Regions from separate parts of the Mus musculus genome. Here regions 2, 3, 4, 5 and 6 are each linked to region 1. Evidence: chromatin contacts called from public HiChIP or PLAC-seq and promoter capture Hi-C data. All regions are on one chromosome and are shown on one strand. Each heading gives the region's core, a stretch centred on a gene start, on an enhancer-like site or on the middle of the called end of the contact. The rest is flanking DNA. Distances are from core to core; before and after follow the strand shown.

The links. Promoter capture Hi-C pulls out the DNA fragments that hold promoters and counts their contacts. HiChIP or PLAC-seq counts read pairs in DNA pulled down with a chosen protein or histone mark.
Region 2: a promoter capture Hi-C map of pre-B cells shows a contact between it and region 1, with 2.9 times the contacts expected there. The contact joins the promoter of Kdm2b here to the promoter of Hip1r in region 1. A contact is called at or near these places in 2 of 39 promoter capture datasets (liver and pre-B cells) and 1 of 115 datasets of contacts at active chromatin or transcription factors (double positive thymocytes).
Region 3: a promoter capture Hi-C map of pre-B cells shows a contact between it and region 1, with 3 times the contacts expected there. The contact joins the promoter of Tmem120b here to the promoter of Hip1r in region 1. A contact is called at or near these places in 1 of 39 promoter capture datasets (pre-B cells) and 1 of 115 datasets of contacts at active chromatin or transcription factors (pancreatic cancer cells).
Region 4: a contact with region 1 is called in a FOXA1 HiChIP or PLAC-seq map of pancreatic cancer cells. The contact joins the promoter of Rhof here to the promoter of Hip1r in region 1. A contact is called at or near these places in 1 of 39 promoter capture datasets (pre-B cells), 1 of 484 Hi-C or Micro-C datasets (B cells) and 2 of 115 datasets of contacts at active chromatin or transcription factors (memory CD8 T cells and pancreatic cancer cells).
Region 5: a contact with region 1 is called in a promoter capture Hi-C map of pre-B cells, with 3 times the contacts expected there. The contact joins the promoter of Psmd9 here to the promoter of Hip1r in region 1. A contact is called at or near these places in 3 of 39 promoter capture datasets (hippocampal neurons, pre-B cells and stem cell-derived epiblast-like cells) and 1 of 9 other capture datasets (adipose tissue).
Region 6: a promoter capture Hi-C map of pre-B cells shows a contact between it and region 1, with 2.7 times the contacts expected there. The contact joins the promoter of Mlxip here to the promoter of Hip1r in region 1. A contact is called at or near these places in 1 of 39 promoter capture datasets (pre-B cells) and 2 of 115 datasets of contacts at active chromatin or transcription factors (memory CD8 T cells and pancreatic cancer cells).

What each region holds. Positions count from the first base shown.
Region 1 is chr5:123,972,292-123,975,090 of GRCm38.p6, forward strand. It overlaps Hip1r (huntingtin interacting protein 1 related), which reads left to right and starts at 1,337. Exons shown (of 32, transcript NM_145070.3): 1 at 1,337-1,564. The coding sequence starts at 1,472. Gm46922 (a long non-coding RNA gene) reads left to right here and starts at 1,577. Exons shown (of 3, transcript XR_001784954.1): 1 at 1,577-2,087; 2 at 2,378-2,427.
Region 2 is chr5:122,987,761-122,990,559 of GRCm38.p6, forward strand. It overlaps Kdm2b (lysine (K)-specific demethylase 2B), which reads right to left and starts at 1,339. Exons shown (of 23, transcript NM_001003953.2): 1 at 1,108-1,339; 2 at 1-46. The coding sequence starts at 1,140. It overlaps A930024E05Rik (RIKEN cDNA A930024E05 gene), which reads left to right and starts at 1,594. Exons shown (of 3, transcript NR_045820.1): 1 at 1,594-2,331.
Region 3 is chr5:123,074,911-123,077,709 of GRCm38.p6, forward strand. Tmem120b (transmembrane protein 120B) reads left to right here and starts at 1,365. Exons shown (of 12, transcript NM_001039723.2): 1 at 1,365-1,585. The coding sequence starts at 1,517.
Region 4 is chr5:123,131,229-123,134,027 of GRCm38.p6, forward strand. It overlaps Rhof (ras homolog family member F (in filopodia)), which reads right to left and starts at 1,401. Exons shown (of 5, transcript NM_175092.3): 1 at 1,007-1,401; 2 at 639-726. The coding sequence starts at 1,144.
Region 5 is chr5:123,226,787-123,229,585 of GRCm38.p6, forward strand. It overlaps Psmd9 (proteasome (prosome, macropain) 26S subunit, non-ATPase, 9), which reads left to right and starts at 1,404. Exons shown (of 6, transcript NM_026000.2): 1 at 1,404-1,658. The coding sequence starts at 1,521.
Region 6 is chr5:123,393,383-123,396,181 of GRCm38.p6, forward strand. Mlxip (MLX interacting protein) reads left to right here and starts at 1,416. Exons shown (of 17, transcript NM_133917.3): 1 at 1,416-1,960. The coding sequence starts at 1,548.

The DNA.
Region 1 (2,799 bases), core at 87-2,586:
TCTGAGACCATATCCTGAAGGCATCATTTTGCAACAGTGTGAACCTAGGCTCGAAGCCCTTCCCCTTTTTTTTTCTTGGTCTGCAAAAATACCACCAAAACTTTAAGATTGAATGGGGTCCTGCTGACTGGATGCCTGAACACCACGCCCAGCGCAGTAATAGCCTCTATTGACGAAAAAGAATGGGAACTTTTGATAATGACAGGCCACTGTAGTAGATGTTCTATACCCAGTGGGGGCTGGTCTTTTGTATGGAAATCACAGGATAACTGGTTTTTGTCCCGTGTGAGAAAAAGAGTCCGAGAAACAGCTGGCACAGAACAAATCGGCTCATCTGTTGTGTTGTGTGTTTTTTTTTTTTTTTTTGACCATGGCTATTTAGTGACTTGCTGAGGATTAGGGACAAGATAATAGGTATAAGGGGTTTAGCCCCATACCTGGCAAATAGGTTTTAAGTATCGGCTGTTGTTGTTACTCCTCATATTTTGGCAAAGGAGCTTTTCATTGATTGGTATTAGATAAAGCACGGCTAATCTCTTAGTGGCAAAGACAGCCTTGTCCAACTCTGAAATGTTGAGTGGATGTCAACACAGTAAGGAATGAGCAATGGGAAAGAAAGGGTCCGTCTGGGTCCTCAGAGAGCGTCACCTGACCTAGGAGACAGACGGTCAGGTGTCTAACTCATGACAGCATTTCCTATCTCAGGGAGTTGATACTTCATCTCAAAAAGCAAAGACTTGAAGAGATGGCTGGGCTCCCAACAAAAAAACCAAAGAAACCTGCAGCGTGGCTACTGACCAGACTCAAGGAGACAAGACTCTTATTTGTTCCAGTTTTCCCCCTACAGGTGTAGAGAAAGACCCAACGTGATTTTTCCTTTCTTTGGGGAGATGGTAAGAAGGTATGTAGCCAAGCTAAGTGGGTATTTGTCCTTGCATCTGATCTGTCAGAATTAGGGAACTGGTGTGTTGGGGAATCCTGGAGAGCTAGAATTGTGCAAGGAGACAAGGACAGGTGTGCAAGGGACACTCCCAGGAAGTCCCGCGGGAACGAAGCGGATGCAGAGTCTTGGGGTTCAAGGAGTCCCGGGGGACCAGAAGGGGTGCCGGATGGGGCGTCCCCGGGGACTGGAAGGGTGCAGGGCAGGGCGTACTGGGTGACAGAGGGTTGCATGGCAGGGTGTCCTGGGAGTCCTAAGGGACCACAGTGGTGGCTACTAGGCATCCTAGGGTTGATCAAGGGATGCAGTGGGCGGGGCACGCCAGGAGTCCCGGGGACCCGGCGGGGGCGGGGGGCGGAGCGTTCGGAGCCGGGGAGGGCGGGGCGTCGGTTGGACAACCGGAGTGACTGGCGGGAGGGGCTGCGGCTCCTCCCCGTGCGGCGCGGCGCGCGGCCTCCGTGTGCCTAGGCTTGAGGCGGGCGGTGACGCCTCATTCGCGCGGAGCCGGGCCGGGACACGGTCGGCGGCAGCATGAACAGCATCAAGAATGTGCCGGCGCGGGTGCTGAGCCGCAGGCCGGGCCACAGCCTAGAGGCCGAGCGCGAGCAGTTCGACAAGACGCAGGCGAGCGCGGGCACGGGCTGGGCGGGCGGTGGCGGCGGCGGCCCTCGGTGCGCTCGGCCCTGCGCGGACGGTTGCGGGCTCCGCGGCCCCGGGCGGCGCAGGTGACCGGAAGCCGCGCGACAGCGGGGCTGGGCTCCGGGATGCGGACGCGGCCCAGGTGCGCACGGCCGCGCGGGGCCCGGAGCGCCCTCTGCTCGCCGCCGCCTTTCCAGGGAAGCTCCCGGCTTCCCTCGCTGCCGAGCTGTTCGCACGGCCGCACAGTATCTTATTATCTGCTCGGGTGAAAAGTTTCACGTAGGTCGCCAGACTTGTTTGCCCGCGCGGGGGCCCACTTATAAATAGGCTGCCACCCCCTCGTTAAACACCGGCGCCTGACAGACGGAAACTTCCCAGGCTCCTTTCCTGCGCTCCCACGCGCCGCTCTCCCAGGAGAGGGCCCGACCCGAGAAGGTGGCGTGGAAAATTGAATAATGGCCCTGATGCGCATTCATTCATGCATGGCTTCTGGGGACCCACTGTGCAGGTGTTGCTTTGGTTTTGGGTTTTTTTTTTTTTTTTTTTTTTTAAGACAGGGTCTCATGTAGCCCACGCTAGCCTTAAAAATCCTCATCCTCCTGCTTCCAGACGACCACCACCAACACGTCTGCTTCCCTCCTTTTTGTTTTACAAACTCTGCCCTGTTCTTAATTAAGTCTTGGGTGGACTCATGGAGGTTGGCGGGGGGGGGGGGGTGCGGGGCGCGGAGGGGTGTCACTACTTATTTGACTACGAAGTCAGCCCAGACCGAAATGGCTGCTTTTTTTTTTTTTTAAGCTTTAGCAATAAAGGAAGCCAAAGACTCCTCCCACCTGTATCTGAAGCAGGTTGGTGACATTTGCATTTGTGGGTGCCCCACTGGCGAGTTCCTTCCCCCTTGGTCAGAGCAGAGAGCAAGGACTCTCTGTGGTTGCTTTCAAAACAAGTTAGCACAAGCAGTCTCCACTAGCTTTCAGTTTTGAAATAACAAAACGGGAGGCCTCTCACCTTTGTGCTTATGATGGACAGGGATAAGGATAAAACCTCAGGACGGGAGGGCTCCGAGCGAGCATGCCAAGTTGCCAGTACCAACCTGGCTTCGAATGATTAATTTATCCGTGTGATCTCCATCTGGTCCAGCCTGGATTCCCCACCATAAAAAACAAACATGGCGTTTGATGTGAAGTCATTAATACATAATTAATTGTGCTAGTAAACTC
Region 2 (2,799 bases), core at 89-2,588, 980 kb before region 1:
CCGACAAGTCTTCGTTCTCGTCGTATCTCTGGCGGTCAATCGCACGCTGCGGGGACCCAACCAGAGAACCCCGGACATTACTGAGAGGACTTGGGGGGGTCTCCTCTCACCCTGGGCCCACCAAGAACAGGTGCAAGAGTCGCGCGCCCACTGCACCCCAGCATTGCAATCTGAGCAACTTTGCGCAAATGCCAAAGATGCTGGAAAGCAGAAAAAGGGGCTCACACCCCCAAGGCCCGACTGCCCTTAAACGAAGCAATCCCTTCTTGCATCTTTGGAAGCTATGGAAATGGTATTTGGGGGCTTTCCTCTGCCCCCACGCCAAGTGATGTGCTAAGCTTTGCCCACTCGACTGGGAGCCTGGTTATGTAACCCCTGAAGGGGGCTCCGGGTATGAGCTGGCGGGGCAGATGTAGGCCCCGAGAGAAGCCGCTGCAGCAACCGGCTCCGCGGTAACAGCAGCCCTGGCGGCCACGGCGGCCAACCCGGGAAGCCGGAACCCAGGGCCGGCGGCATTACTAAGGCTGGAGCTGCTCCCGAGCTACAGAAAAGCTGGAAAGCTGAAACGGAAGGGTTGAGACCCTAACGGCCCCCGCCGACCGACCGCTAGTGCAAGAAGAGGAGGGGAGGGGAGGAGGTTAAGAATGTGGGGGGAGAGAGGCAGCCAGCCCACCACAAAGCTTCTATCAGAGACCCCAAAACGCACCAGCAGCTGCCTCATCTCCCCACGAGCGCGCGCGCACACTCACTTCCTAAGGAGACTCCCCCACCACTCCCCGCATCCTTCTTCCTCCTCCCTCCGCCGCTCAGCACCGAGCCCCGCAGCCCCCCAGATCCCAGGCGAACCCCGAGCCCGCTCAGTCCCTTCCACGCCTTTCGGCGTTGCCTCCTCCCCACTTAAGTGTCTGAGACCCTGAGCCTCACAAGAGACTGGAGGAGTAAGCTGCTTGCTTCCTTTTGCATGCAATTTATTATTTTTTTCCGGTCCTCTTGCAAAATACAGAAAAGGAAAGAAAAGGCAGCAAGAAACAACCAAAAAAATAAATAGATAGATAAATCGATCATATACCAGATACAGATTTGGGGGAGAAAAAAAAAGCTACACACCAATCTTCTTCCAGAGTCTTTCTCTGCCTCCATTTTTTTAGGAGAGTTCACCAATTAATTGTCAACACTCCTGCCCCCTGCATTTTGGCGGAGGGGGAAAGGAGGGAAGACCAAAGAAAAGAAAGCAAAAAAATAAATAAATAGAGCAAGCCAGAGCCGATATCTACAAAGTTTTGCACCAACACTTAAGCAGATCCGTTTGCAAAGTCCTAGGAAACCATTTTCAGCAGTTGTGGGGGGGGAGGCGTCGACGTCATAATCCCCGGAACGTAAACATTGTTGCCGATCGCGCTCGGAGCTTGCGGCTAGGCTAGTTGGGGAAAGGGGGGGCTCGGGTTGGGGGTGTCGGGGACCGCAGCCGTAGGAGGTGTGGGGCCAGAAGGGAGCCTGGGACGCACCGGGCGCTGTTAGCGCCTTGGCATCGCTGTTTTGTTGTTGGGTCACGAGTGCGCCTCTGCACGCAGGCGCCGCCGCCGCCCGGGAGCTGACTTTTGGAGGGCTGAGTTGCAGGCGGCGGGCGCATCCCAGAGATGGCGGGGCAGGGAGGGAGGGAAAGAGAGGAGGGGGTGGGGAGGGAGGTGCAGATTTGCACGGATGGCCTCAGCGGGAGGCGCGGAAATGCTAGCCAAGCCTGCTGGCGTGAAAGCCCCCGGGGCCTGGCACCCCCCAAAACGACCCCCCACCTCTGCCCCTGCCCCCTCTTGCTTGGGTTACGCAGGGCTGTCCCTCTCTTCCTTCACCCACCTTTCCTCATTACCTATGCTGGCGACCTAAATTCAAAGTATTTTGTATGTGTGATTTCTTTTTCTGTTTTGCTTTTCTACTGCATGCCTGGGGGGAGGGGCCAGCCTGTCCAGACCCTTATCCATTTGCGAACCTGCCATATGGAGGAGGCATCTGAGGGGCTCAGAAAGAAATTACCTCAGCACTGTATCTGTACAGACTGCATAACTTTTAAACTCCCGGGGCTGAAATAATAATATGGAGACACACGCACAGGTACAGGAAATACAGCCAGTCCACAGCCTTTTCAGACTGCAGCTGACCGGAAGAAAGCCTTTGGTTCATTCATTCGGATAGCCTCGGTAGTACAGCCCTGAAATAGAAGTTGGGCTTTTAAAGAGAAAGGAAAAAAAGTCTCTACACTCGCTGAGAAGAGATAAATCGATACACAGGAGGGAATAGAGAATCGGATTCAGCGTCTCTAATGCAGGCAGGCAAAAGGTAAGCCTCTCTCGTGTGGCAGTTTAAGAGAAAAGTGGTGGTTGTTTGTGGCTTTCTGGGGTACAGCAACCTTGATTGATCCATATTGTTTCTCAGCGGAGAAGGGGGGCAGCCTTTGTGAATATTCCTGGAGTAGCAGATCCCCAATGTTCCTCCGTCTTTTAAGTAGTGCTTGTGACTGCTTCCAGAATTGACTGACCCTCAGTGGTCCTGGAATTCCTTTAAGTTGAGAGAAATGCTGGCCCTAAACTTTGTTTCCCTCCGGGCCTCTTCCTTTCTTGCAAGGGCCTAATGACAGCATCACAAGGATGTTCTGAGAGACCTCCCAGGTGACGCTAGCTTGGCGTACAAGCTAAAGCAGGTCATTTTGCACCCTGGAGAAACCCAGATTCAAGAAATTATGAGTTTAGGTGACTGCTGTTTTTATCTTGTCCCAATGTCAAGAGCACTGGTTCAGACAGATACGGG
Region 3 (2,799 bases), core at 115-2,614, 900 kb before region 1:
TGTGACTGCTGGGAATTGAACTCAGGATCTCTGGGAGAGCAGCCAGTGCTCTTAACCGCTGAGGCTGACCCATCTCTCTAGCCCTTCTGGGGATTTTCATTCACAGTGTCTTCATAAGAGAGGGCACACAGAGAGGCCCTGTAACTACTGGTCAGAGAGAATGGAGCAATGCAGATGAAAGCCATGGAGTATGTAGGCTCAACAGTCACTGTCATGGCTACTAGGTAGCAAGGCAAGGCCCTACCCAGGGTCTCAGGAGTCATGACACTTTCGTTTCAGGTTGGTCGCTGTGAGATAAATGCACTTCTATTGTCTAGGCCACCCACTTGTAGCTAAGCATAGCCCTGTGAAACTAATGCAGGTGTCCTTTTAATTTTAATTAATTTTACAGGGTCTTACTGTGGAGCTGGCCCTGAGCTATGTAGACCAGGCTGGTCTCAAACCCACAGAGATCTATCTGCCTCTGGCCCTGGAGTGCTTCAATGAAAGGCATGTGCCACCCAAACTGCAGAACACACACCCTTAACCACTGAAGTTTTTCCCTCCAGCCCCGACAGGCATCATTTGATATTTTATTTGTTTGTTTGTTTGTTTGTTTGTTGAGACAAGTCTTACTACGTTGTCAAGGCTGGTATGCAATATCACACCCAGCTGCAGGTGTCATTTGAATGAGGTTCCAGGAGTGAGCAAGAAGCCACTGCATGATGATTCAGAGGGAGGAATGTCAAGTCAGGATAAAAACAATGGCCGGAGAGCTGGATTTAGGGCAGGGAGATAGGAGGTGTGGTTGGAAAAGCCAGGCTTGTGCAGGTCTTTTCGGACTTGGCACGGAAAGGGAGGCAACTGTATTCCATAAACTTGGTGGTTGTGGCTTTTGACTGACAGCACCAGCTGTCAAGAGTCACCCAGTGTCTTAGAGGACAGGGATGTATCTAGGCTGTATTGGTTGCAATAAATATCATCGCCAGCGTGAGATGACAGAGCCAAGTCTGCATTTTTCCCATCCTGCCCTTGACCTTACTACGCGGTCACTGTCAAAGCTGTCATTTCAGGGCACTGGCTTTGGCCTAGGTCAGGCAATGTGAAGGAATACATGAATTTTCCCTTTACCTCCTCCAAATCATTTCCACCTCACTCTCCCACAAAGATAATCTAAGTAACATAAGCCATAAATGCAGCTTACACATAAACCCTCCACCCACTCCGACGAGAAACCTACTACCTACACACGAGGAGTGAAGAGACCCAAAGAAGACTGAAGAGTTGCACCCGCCACGAGGCCAGAGCCCGGGGGATCGCCCATGCGCATGCGCGGGCCCCACCCTCGGGCGAGGGGGTGAGGCTGGCGCCGGGGCGGGGCCCGTGACGTCAGGTGCGCGCGTGGCTCCGGCTGCGCAGGAACAGCTGGTGCCTCGGGAGGCGGCTAGTGAGCGGGCGGGCGTGGGCTGCTGGTGGCCGGACGGGTCACGCTGCGGGTTTCGTCGCCGCCGCCGCCGCCGCCTTGCACCATTGCACCATGTCCGGCCAGCTGGAGCGTTGCGAGCGCGAGTGGCACGAGCTGGAGGGAGAATTTCAGGAGCTGCAGGTAGGACCGGGCCACCTGGTCCCGCCACTCTTGCTACCTGCGGTGCTTGTGCCTTCCCTATCTAGCCATCCCAGCCCGGAGGTGGGGCGATAGGACCCAGACGGTGGCCCGGGCTGTGCGTCCGATGGGCTGGTGGGTGGCCTGGCGCAGCCCCTTCCTATGTAGCAGCGCTTTGGCTCCTCAGTCTCTTGGGGCGCCCCTCATTCTCGCGCCCTCTCATCCACTCTTTGCTCCACGCTCTCCCTTCGCTACAGAAAGTTCGTCTCTGGCCCCCGAGGCAAGTTCCAGGTGTGTTCACGAGGAAACTGTGATACTCAAAGGACACCAGACCAACCCCCACACAAGGGATCTTCCCCCCAACCCTCCAGTTGCAGTTGGCTGTTCAACTCCTTACTACACGCTCTGTGCTGGCTGGGCAGCCCTCGCTGCAACTGCGGTTTGAGAGTTGTGCTTGGCTGCTTTCATCTTGGCCCCTTAGGCAGTTTTTAAGTCTCAGAGACCCCTCAGTCATAGCCTTGACTTTGGGAGCTCTGATGTGGTTCTGCTTATCGGCTGCTGCGAGCTGAGTTTACCATTGTGGATGGCAGGCATCTGTCAGTTCTGACAGCTGGCTGCCTCACCCGGTGATAGAGGGCTGCACCCAACCCCTCACCGTTTTGGCACAGAGCGTTCCACCTGGTGTGTTGAAGGTTGGTATAAGAGCTGGGCTCTTGAGAGGATAGCATCGCCACCCGGTCCTATCAGGAGGGTCCAGAGAGGCCTCAGCTATATGCTCTGGGGACTAGAGACTCAGGAAACCTTGGGGACGGCCAAGAGGAACAACACATGGCTTCCTCGCATTCACTCTCTCCTCCTCTCAATGGTTACTTTGTCATTCCCCTTGTCCCTGTAGCGTTCTCAGTTGGGCTGACCTCCTGCAATGTCCAGAGGAGAATGCTGTCAAGGGAGGTCTGTGATGGGTCTTTGTAAAGTGAGGCTGCCGATGTTACAGAAGGATGCCGGTGAACCTGAGCAGCAGATCGGCATGGGCAGAGACTTAAGAGACCCAGGACTGTCATCCCTTCGTAGTCCCTCCAGCATATATGGATGGGTTGGTGCCTTCTCTTTCAGATCTGAGGTCTTGGGTTCCTCATAGTTCCCAGAGGATCCCTTTTGGTTCCACCCACGGGGAAAAGACTCAGCCATATCCTTAACAATTTTTCCCACTGGGCTGT
Region 4 (2,799 bases), core at 151-2,650, 840 kb before region 1:
AAAGGCGTGCTCGTGCCACCACTGCCTGGCCAGACTTTAGAGCCTTAGCGCAAATCGTCTGTTTCTTCACAGCCCAAGACCAAGAAACCACAGAATAGACTGGAGCTCTAGGATCCCAGAATCCAGGGGCACAGGAAGAGAGATACATTCACACAGGACCTCGGGGGTCCCAACACATAGACCTGCCCAGCCATACGCAGCATCCAGGAGTCACAGCCCTGATCCAGATCTCACTAAACTAAAATTATAGGGCTGGGGAACACAGCTAATTGGAATCCAAGCCCCCAGGGGACTCAAAGCAAAGACCACACACAGTAAGGAACGAATTCTGCAGCCCTGGGAGGTAGAAGTACAGCCCACGTTTCCTAGAACCACAGGAGAGGAACATAGCTAGGGAACGAATGGTACTTAGCGCTGGGGGGTGGGGGATGCTGGGGAAGGGGGTCCAGAGTTCACCTCAATCTATCACCTCCACTTAAAGCTGAGATGGCCAGGGTCCTTTTGGCTTCCAGAGCCTCCCAGCCAGCCAGCATCCTGCAGGGACCTGGCCTGTTAGGGTGTCATGAAGGAAATGCCCCAGAAGGCAGGGGAAACCTTGGGAATGACCACAGGGAGCCTGTGTGCTCTGGTGCACTCACCAGCCGTGTCGTAGAGGTTCAGGGTCACCTCCTTGTTACCCACTGTCACACTAGCCGTGTACTTCTCAAACACCGACGGGGCGTAGTGCTGCGAGAGAGGGGGGGGGTCGGGTTGATCTTTTAAGGGGTGCAAAGGTGAGCTAACCATCCCAGACATATCCCTCCCCCCACGACTGTCTAACACCCTCACTCCAACCAGCTCGAACCTGGCAAACCACTGGGCTCAGGAATTCTCAAAGGGCTGCCTGGAGGAGACAGCTGAGACTCCATGGTCCAGGCTTGGGGCCTGGGTCCAGGTTGGGGTAAAGCCCTTGTTCCCTGCGGTCCCAAGCCCATCCTCACCCCTCCTGCCACCAAGCGGGCCTTACCTCGGGAAATGAGCCTTGGCAGTACACCATTAGCAGGGACGTCTTGCCGCAGCCGCCGTCACCTACGATCACTATCTTCAGCTCCTTCCTCGCCGAGCTGGGGGCGGCGGCTGGGGCCGGAGCACCCGGGGCGTCCATAGCCCGGAGCCCGCAGCGCTGGATGCTGCGCGCTGGCTAGAGCCCAGTAGAGCGACAGGGCAGGGGCGGGGTTACAGGGCAGGGCTACGAGGCTCCACCCACGGGCAGCTGGCGCCACCTCTGCCAGGCAGCCTCCCAGGTTCACCACCCTGTCTTAATTCTCCTCGGCTATGGTCCGGGGACCCCGGGTATTTGTCTTGCAGTCCCAGGGGAAATGAAGAACCTGAAGAAATGGATGCTGAACCGCAAGCGCAGTGCACCCCCACCCCCTGCTTAGTAGATTCGTGGTTTCTGCCTCTTCACAGAGACAGCCTTTAGTTGGCAAGCTCCGCCTTCTAGCAAGGACCCTTTGATTGGCCGGTCCCACCCCCACAGAGAAAACGTTGATTGGCGGGCTGTATCCTAGCACCCGGGTTCGCATCCAGCCCTTGCTGCTACAGCTTATCTTCCCACAGGTTGTAGCCGCGGTCGTTCGGAGAAGATGCCAAAAGGTGGGTTGTGTGTGTCCACATAGTCTGACCCTGGCCTTAGCCGGTGTGCAAATGCAGGAATTCTGCCCACCTACCCTGCCCACCCATTCCGTTGGCCCGTACTGTGGAGCCATGGCGCCCCCTGCCGGCGAATGCCTTCCGTCAGCAGCCTGTTTTCAGGGCGGACTCAAGATACTCGGCTCGGAAGGGCGACCCCAAACATGACAAGTCGCAAATGTGACAAGCCGAGAGCCCTAGTTGAGAATATCTGGACCTTCCGTAAACTTTGGAAACGGATAATCCTTGTCGCTACCAATAAGTGTTCTGGTGTCCGGTCTTTCACCCCAGGAGCTCCACTCTCATCCCCATTCAAATTGCTAGTACTCCCAGAACTACTAGCAGTACAGCTGGCTCATATCACTGCGACCCATGCTTTTCCTGTTACTGTGTGCCGCGAGTCCACCTCCAAAATCAGGCCAGTGGTCAAGCGGTAGGACCCCAGGAGACTGCCAGCAGTAGGCAGATCCTGAGGGTGAATATAATTCTACTAGAGGAGTTCATTTCTTCAAAGCAGTGTTGGCAAAGCTCTTGTCCTGGGCCTCACAATGGGGAGTCTTGATTTTCAAGTTCTCAGCAAACATCAAGAAAATTTTACTCTGTGGAGTAACTACCAACCTCACTCCTTGTTTCCCCGCCTCCTCCCCCATTGCGCCAGGAGACGCAATACACGGCTCCACCACCAGAGGACAGCAGCGACCGCCCGTGAAAACGCAAAGACAACAGGGTGGGTGGAAACCTGAACCAATCTCCAGCTGTTAGGGAGAAGCCCCTCTTGTCACTGGATCAACCGCCCATAGACAAATGTTCAGCAACTCACTCATTCCTTTTTTTGCAACTTGTTTATTGAGAAACAACCATGTTCCTGCCTGTGAGGAGCTCAGTCTAGAGGAGGCAGTATTGACGGAGTTCCCGGGACCAGTGAGATCAATTTCGAGACTACAGCTGAGGGGCCAGGAAGGTTGTGTTTGTTATATTGGGTACAGCTGTATAGAGGGCGAGCCAATAGAAGCTGGAGGGGTGCCCAACTTGGGCAAATGTACCGCAGCTGGAAAACCACCTTCAGGTTTTCAGTGGTGATGAGGGAGACAGGCCCAAGTGGTTGTCAAGGTAACGGGCTAAATCAGG
Region 5 (2,799 bases), core at 154-2,653, 750 kb before region 1:
ACAAAAACCGGGTCCTGGGGTGATATACCTTAGTTCACAAGAGCAATTAGCCAGGAGCACAACCACTGAAGCCAAAAAGCAAGGTTCGTGCATGGAGAGACTTTCCCACAGCTGTGGACTTGGATGGCTTCCGGCTTTGTTTTAGTTTTGGCAGGTGGTGCTGTCTGTGTGCTGTGTTTTCCAGCCTGAGTGGTACTTTCTTTATGGAGTCGGTTGTACTAAGGTCTGGGGGCCTGTTACACCAGCACCTCGTGACAGAGGTGAAAGTCAATAAATACTTGGACACCCTTAAGAGACACGTTGCTAGGGTGTGTGTACTCTGATCAGGATCCAAAGGGAATAAATTAGTAAATAAAAATGAAAAAAAAGAGCGAGAGATATTACTGTTAGTGTCACACAATAAGGTCAGAGAGCAGAAGGTGAAATTATTTAAGGTCACATGGAATATATATAGTCGGTGTTAATGGTCCAACTTTGAACATAGGTTGTACCATGAGGATCCCCAGCCCGAAAGTGGCTGGGGATATAGCTGAGTTGGTAGAGTGTTCCTGATCCCCAATATTTCATAAACCATACCTGGTGGTACATGCCTGTAATCCCTGCCTGTGGAGGGAGCAGATGGAGTATCAGATGCTCAAAGGCACTGGGCACACTAGGTTATAAAGAAGGAAAAAAAAAAAGGTCTTGAAGTTTTGATGAGGATAGGTTGAGGGAGGTGCGAAATGGATAGAATGGGAGTGGGGGGTTAGAGGGTGTCTGTGATCATGACAATAAGAAATAGAATATTCTAAAAACTTGGGGAGAGCTTCAAGGTCGCCTTCATCTACACAATGAGTTAGAGGCCTGCCTGAGATGCAGTAAATCTTGTCTGGAAAAAGAAAAAGAAAAGAAACAGAAAACAAAAAACAAATCGCTTGAAAGCCTCTTTCAAACACTCAGGGGCTTCGTAGATGTTAAGAACTGAAGTGTCAAGGTTGGCAAGACTGGATCCTCTTACATTTATACAGCTGGTATCCAGTTTACTCAGCCTTCAGATGAGTGAATGAAAAAAAGTGTAAGCCAGATGTGGTGGCTTTAATCCCAGCACTTGGGAGCAGAGGCAGGAGGATTTCTGAGTTTGAGGCCAGCCTGGTCTACAGAGTGAGTTCCAGGACAGCCAGGGATACACAGAGAAACCCTGTCTTGAAAAACGGGGTGGGGTGGGGGGGTGGGGAAACGGACGGATGGAGGGACGGGGACAGAATGAAAAAGAAAGGAATGAACAAGAAAAGTGGAAATGAGTCAGGATAAAGTGGGAGTAAATACCTATGTCCTCTATGGGCCTATTTATCTCTACCGGGTCATCTGAAAACCACGTGGTCTATCTAGCCGGTGACCCCGCCCACTTCCAAGCTCCACCCTTCATCTGTTTCCGTACTTGCGCGTTGGCTGAGCTGTTTTGGCCCCGGGGAGGACCCGTAGCCTCAGCCTCGGCTGGCGTCCGTAGCCGGGAAACCCAGAACTCTAGCTTGAGGTCCGCGATGTCGGGTGAAGACGTTCCGCACCGGGCAGAGTCCTCCGAGGCCCGTGCGGCCGCGGTCAGCGACATCCAGGATCTGATGCGACGCAAGGAGGAGATCGAGGCGGAGATCAAGGCTAATTACGACGTCCTGGAGAGCGTGAGTGTGGCGGGGAGGCCTGCGGACGAGGCTCGGGGTCGCTGCCAAGCAGTGTCCTAGAGGGGGTCTTTGCTGCGTGCCACACGCCCCTTTAAGCATTTTTTCTTTACGTGGGATTAATTTTCATTTTCGGAAGCATTAACTTTGCATTTTAAAGTTTTTTGTTTGTTTGTTTTTAACGCAGCCCCTAAGCTGGCTTCGAACTCGTGATCCTCCTGCTTCATCTTTCTGAGTGCGGGAATCGCGGGCCTGTGCAACCATGATATAGGCCTTAGTGAAACTGCCTCGGTCGCAAGGATAGACTATTTGCTGAGGCATAGTGATAATCGCTACTGTCACTTTCTGTAGGTGACATTACCAGGTTTGGCCTCGCCACCCGCTTTTCTTTAGGACTTTATAAATGTCAACTGGGAGAATTAATTGGGCATCTTGTTAAAATGCACGTTGTAGCCAGGGGAGGCATCCCTATTTAAGCCCAGCGTTTAGAGAGTGGAGGCAGGGGGATCAGGACTTGAGGGTTATTCTTGCCTACATAGTAAGCTCGAGGCTGTCCTGGGTTATATTAGACCTTGTCTCAAAAAAAAACCAAAAAAAAAAAAAAAAAAAAAAAACAAAAAAGAAAAGTAAAAATGAAATGCAGACTCTAATTGGGATAGGGAAAAGACTCTGGATTTTAAGAAAACCCTCACCTCTGCTAATTGCTCTTTTAAGTGGAGCCAGATTAAGCACATTGTCTTTACTGTAAAAGGGGAAACAGGGCCAGAGTGGAGCCAATGCTTGCCCAGTTAGGAAGGGGGAATGGTTGGCTCTGTGATCTGTTTACCTCCTAAGCAGATATATTTTTCATAAAACCCCAAGTCAGTGTATAGAGGAAGGGGAGGCTAAATCACACTCATTGCTGGGCACAATGACATCTGGGTGATGGGTGCCAGATGACGGTGTCATATAGAGGTTCTACAGGCCAGGTAGGTGCTGACCATGTGCCTGAAAGGTACTATCTTGTATGTGTGCTGTGCCAGGAAACTGTCACAGCAGTATTGTTAACTTGTGTCCCTGAAGCTCAAAGGGGCGGAGTCAGGGGCTGGAGAGATGGCTCAGTGGTTTAAAGGCACTGGCCATCATAAGGACTGGAGTTGAGATC
Region 6 (2,799 bases), core at 166-2,665, 580 kb before region 1:
AGAATAACTCTTTCTCTCTCTCCCCCCCGCATCATTAGTTGCCTGAACTCCATTTAAGAGGGGGTCTTGTGAGATTTCCCCCATCCATCTTGGGATGTCAACTGGTGCTGCAATTTTGTAGTTCTTGTTTAGACCATGGAGATTTCACAGGTGTAGCTTCCTTGTCATATACAGAAGACACCCTGATCTTTTCCCCTCTTATAATCTCTCGTGGTGGTTACAAGGCCAGCCTTGTCTACATAAGGACTACATGTAGAGATTCTGTCTCCAAACAAAATCTTTTATTTATTTATTTTTACCTTTATTTATCGTGAGAAGCGCAGATGCCACAGTGGGGTTGGGGTGGTCAGAGATTAAGTTGTTGGGAGTCTTCTATCTTGTGGGTCCCACGGGTTGGAATGAAGGTCAGACTTAACAGCAAGTGCTTTTATTTACCTACTGAACCATCTCACTGGATTTCCTAAAATATAAAATAAAATAAAAGTGTCTTTGAGACAGGGTATCATGCAGTTCAAACTAACCTAGAATTTGGGGAACTTCTGATCCTCCCACCTCTGCTCCCCTCCTGTTAGGATTGCAGGCACGCGCATGTGTTACCATGACTGGCTCATTGCTATTTTTAGGTTGACACAACTTTCTGAGACCTAGGAATTGCAGTAAAGACAACTAGGCTCCAAACTTCCCCTTTGGAATTTGGCTTCTGGGCCAAACTTCCAAACAATAGCGACAGTATTTTGATTTGTGGCTGAAGTTGTTGGGTCTGGAGGCAGACAGCTAGGCTCCTGCAGAACTCTACTACTGTTTAAGAGCGGTGATGCCCAGGAGCCATGCCTTAACCCGGGAGAGTCAGTTTCTGCCCCTAAGGATGTGATGATTCTGTGAGCCTTGCTCTTGGGTCTTGTTGGAACCTTAGGCACACCCCTTAGAGTGTAGGTAACTCAATCTTCTCATCAACAAAATGGGGACGGTAGACAAAATCAGGAAGGCTTTTGAGGACTCAGTTCCGGGTATGGAGGGAGAAAGCTGGCCTAATGTGGGGGAAGGAGCTCCACCCCTACCCACCACGTGGAGTGCCCTCCTTGCCCGCAGTGAGGCCGCAGGGCTATTCCCAAGCTCCGGGCGTGGCGGAGGCGGGGCAGGGGCTGGAGCCAGACTAGTTGAACAGACAGCCAATGCCGCCCTGAGCCCAGGCTCCCCGAGAGGCGCGGCCTGGCTTTCTCGTCTCTCTACTCCAGGGCCAGCCGGAGGGGAAAGAGGACAGCCAGGGGCCGGGCGTGGAGGCGTGGCCTCCGGCTTTTTTTTTTTTTTGTCCGCCCGGAGAAGAAAAGCTTCCTCCTGCACCTTTAAGAGGCAGAGGCGAGCATCCGATTGGCCAAGACGACAGTGACGTTACGAGGAGGCCCGCGCCCTCCCCCTCAGGCCGCGCGTTCCCGGGCAGTCTGCGCGAGGGCCGGGCCGGGTCGGGCCGGCGGCCCCCTCCGTTCCCCGTGCTTCTCCGCTTTACGTCGCCCCGGCTCCCGGGGGATGCCCCGGACCAGGTTCTCCTCATGGCTGCCGACGTTTTCATGTGTTCGCCGCGCCGGCCCCGCAGTCGGGGCCGTTCGGTGCTGCTCAAGCCTCAGGTGCCCGAGGACGACGACGACTCGGACACAGACGAGCCGTCTCCGCCGCCCCCCTCCGGCGTGGCCACTTCAGCCCGGGCCCACGCGAGCGCCGCGCCGCTGCCGCCTCGGGCCGGCCCGGGCCGCGAGGAGCCTCCGCGCCGACAGCAGATCATCCACAGCGGCCACTTCATGGTGTCCTCTCCGCACCGCGAGCACCCGCCCAAGAAGGGCTATGATTTCGACACGGTCAACAAGCAGACGTGCCAGACCTATAGCTTCGGCAAGACCAGCTCCTGCCACTTGTCCATCGATGCGTCGCTCACCAAGCTCTTCGAGTGCATGACCCTGGCCTACAGGTAGGGGACCCGGTGACGCCCCCACCCGACTCCCAGACCTGGCCGAGCCCCATCTTCACCCCGGTCTCTCTTGAACAAAAACCCAGCTTGGACCTTTGGCTTCACACTGTCCCTTTGGAAATTCCTTCTAGGACGATTTGTGAGTCTGGGGTCTCCACCATGGAGAGAGGCGCCAGGGTTCCGGCCTTGTAGCCCTGTCAGCCGGTCGTTCCTGGGTTCTTCCGGCTTCGTGTTCCCCATCCAGGCCCTCCCCTCCTCCAATGCCCGTGGTCACCGGTTTTAGACAAGAGTTAGGTGTAGCTACAGGCTGTGTGTTGTTGTTTTCCTCCTTTTCTTTTGGCTCTGTGGACCCCTTCCTTCTATTGCTTTGTGTGTTTACAGCAACACCCAACGGTTAAGATCACCTGTCCAGGGTGGCTAGGGCGCTGGCTGCACTATCTTAATGATTGTGTAACGCCTTGGAGCCTGTTTCCTTGTCTATAAAGGGGGGCGGGGTGGGGGGTGACAGTAGTGTTGACCTCTAGGGGGCTGCTTCAGGGAAGGGTTGAGATAGGCCGAGTGGGTTTTTAGGTGCTGCTTAAATGTGAGTTACTTTTCCTGATTGTCCATGCATCTGGAGCCTGGGTTCTCTTACATCTCCTTTACAGGGAAATTCTGAGGCAGGACCCTTTGCACACAGTGGACTTGTGGAGTTTATTTTCCTGGGAAGTTGGAATTTGTTTTTGTTTTGTTTTGTTTGTTTGTTTCCTTTTTGAGCCAGGGTCTTTTGAGCAGATGCTGGCTGGCCTTGAACTCCTCCTGACTGCCCTGCCTCCGCTTCCCAAATTCTGTGATCACAA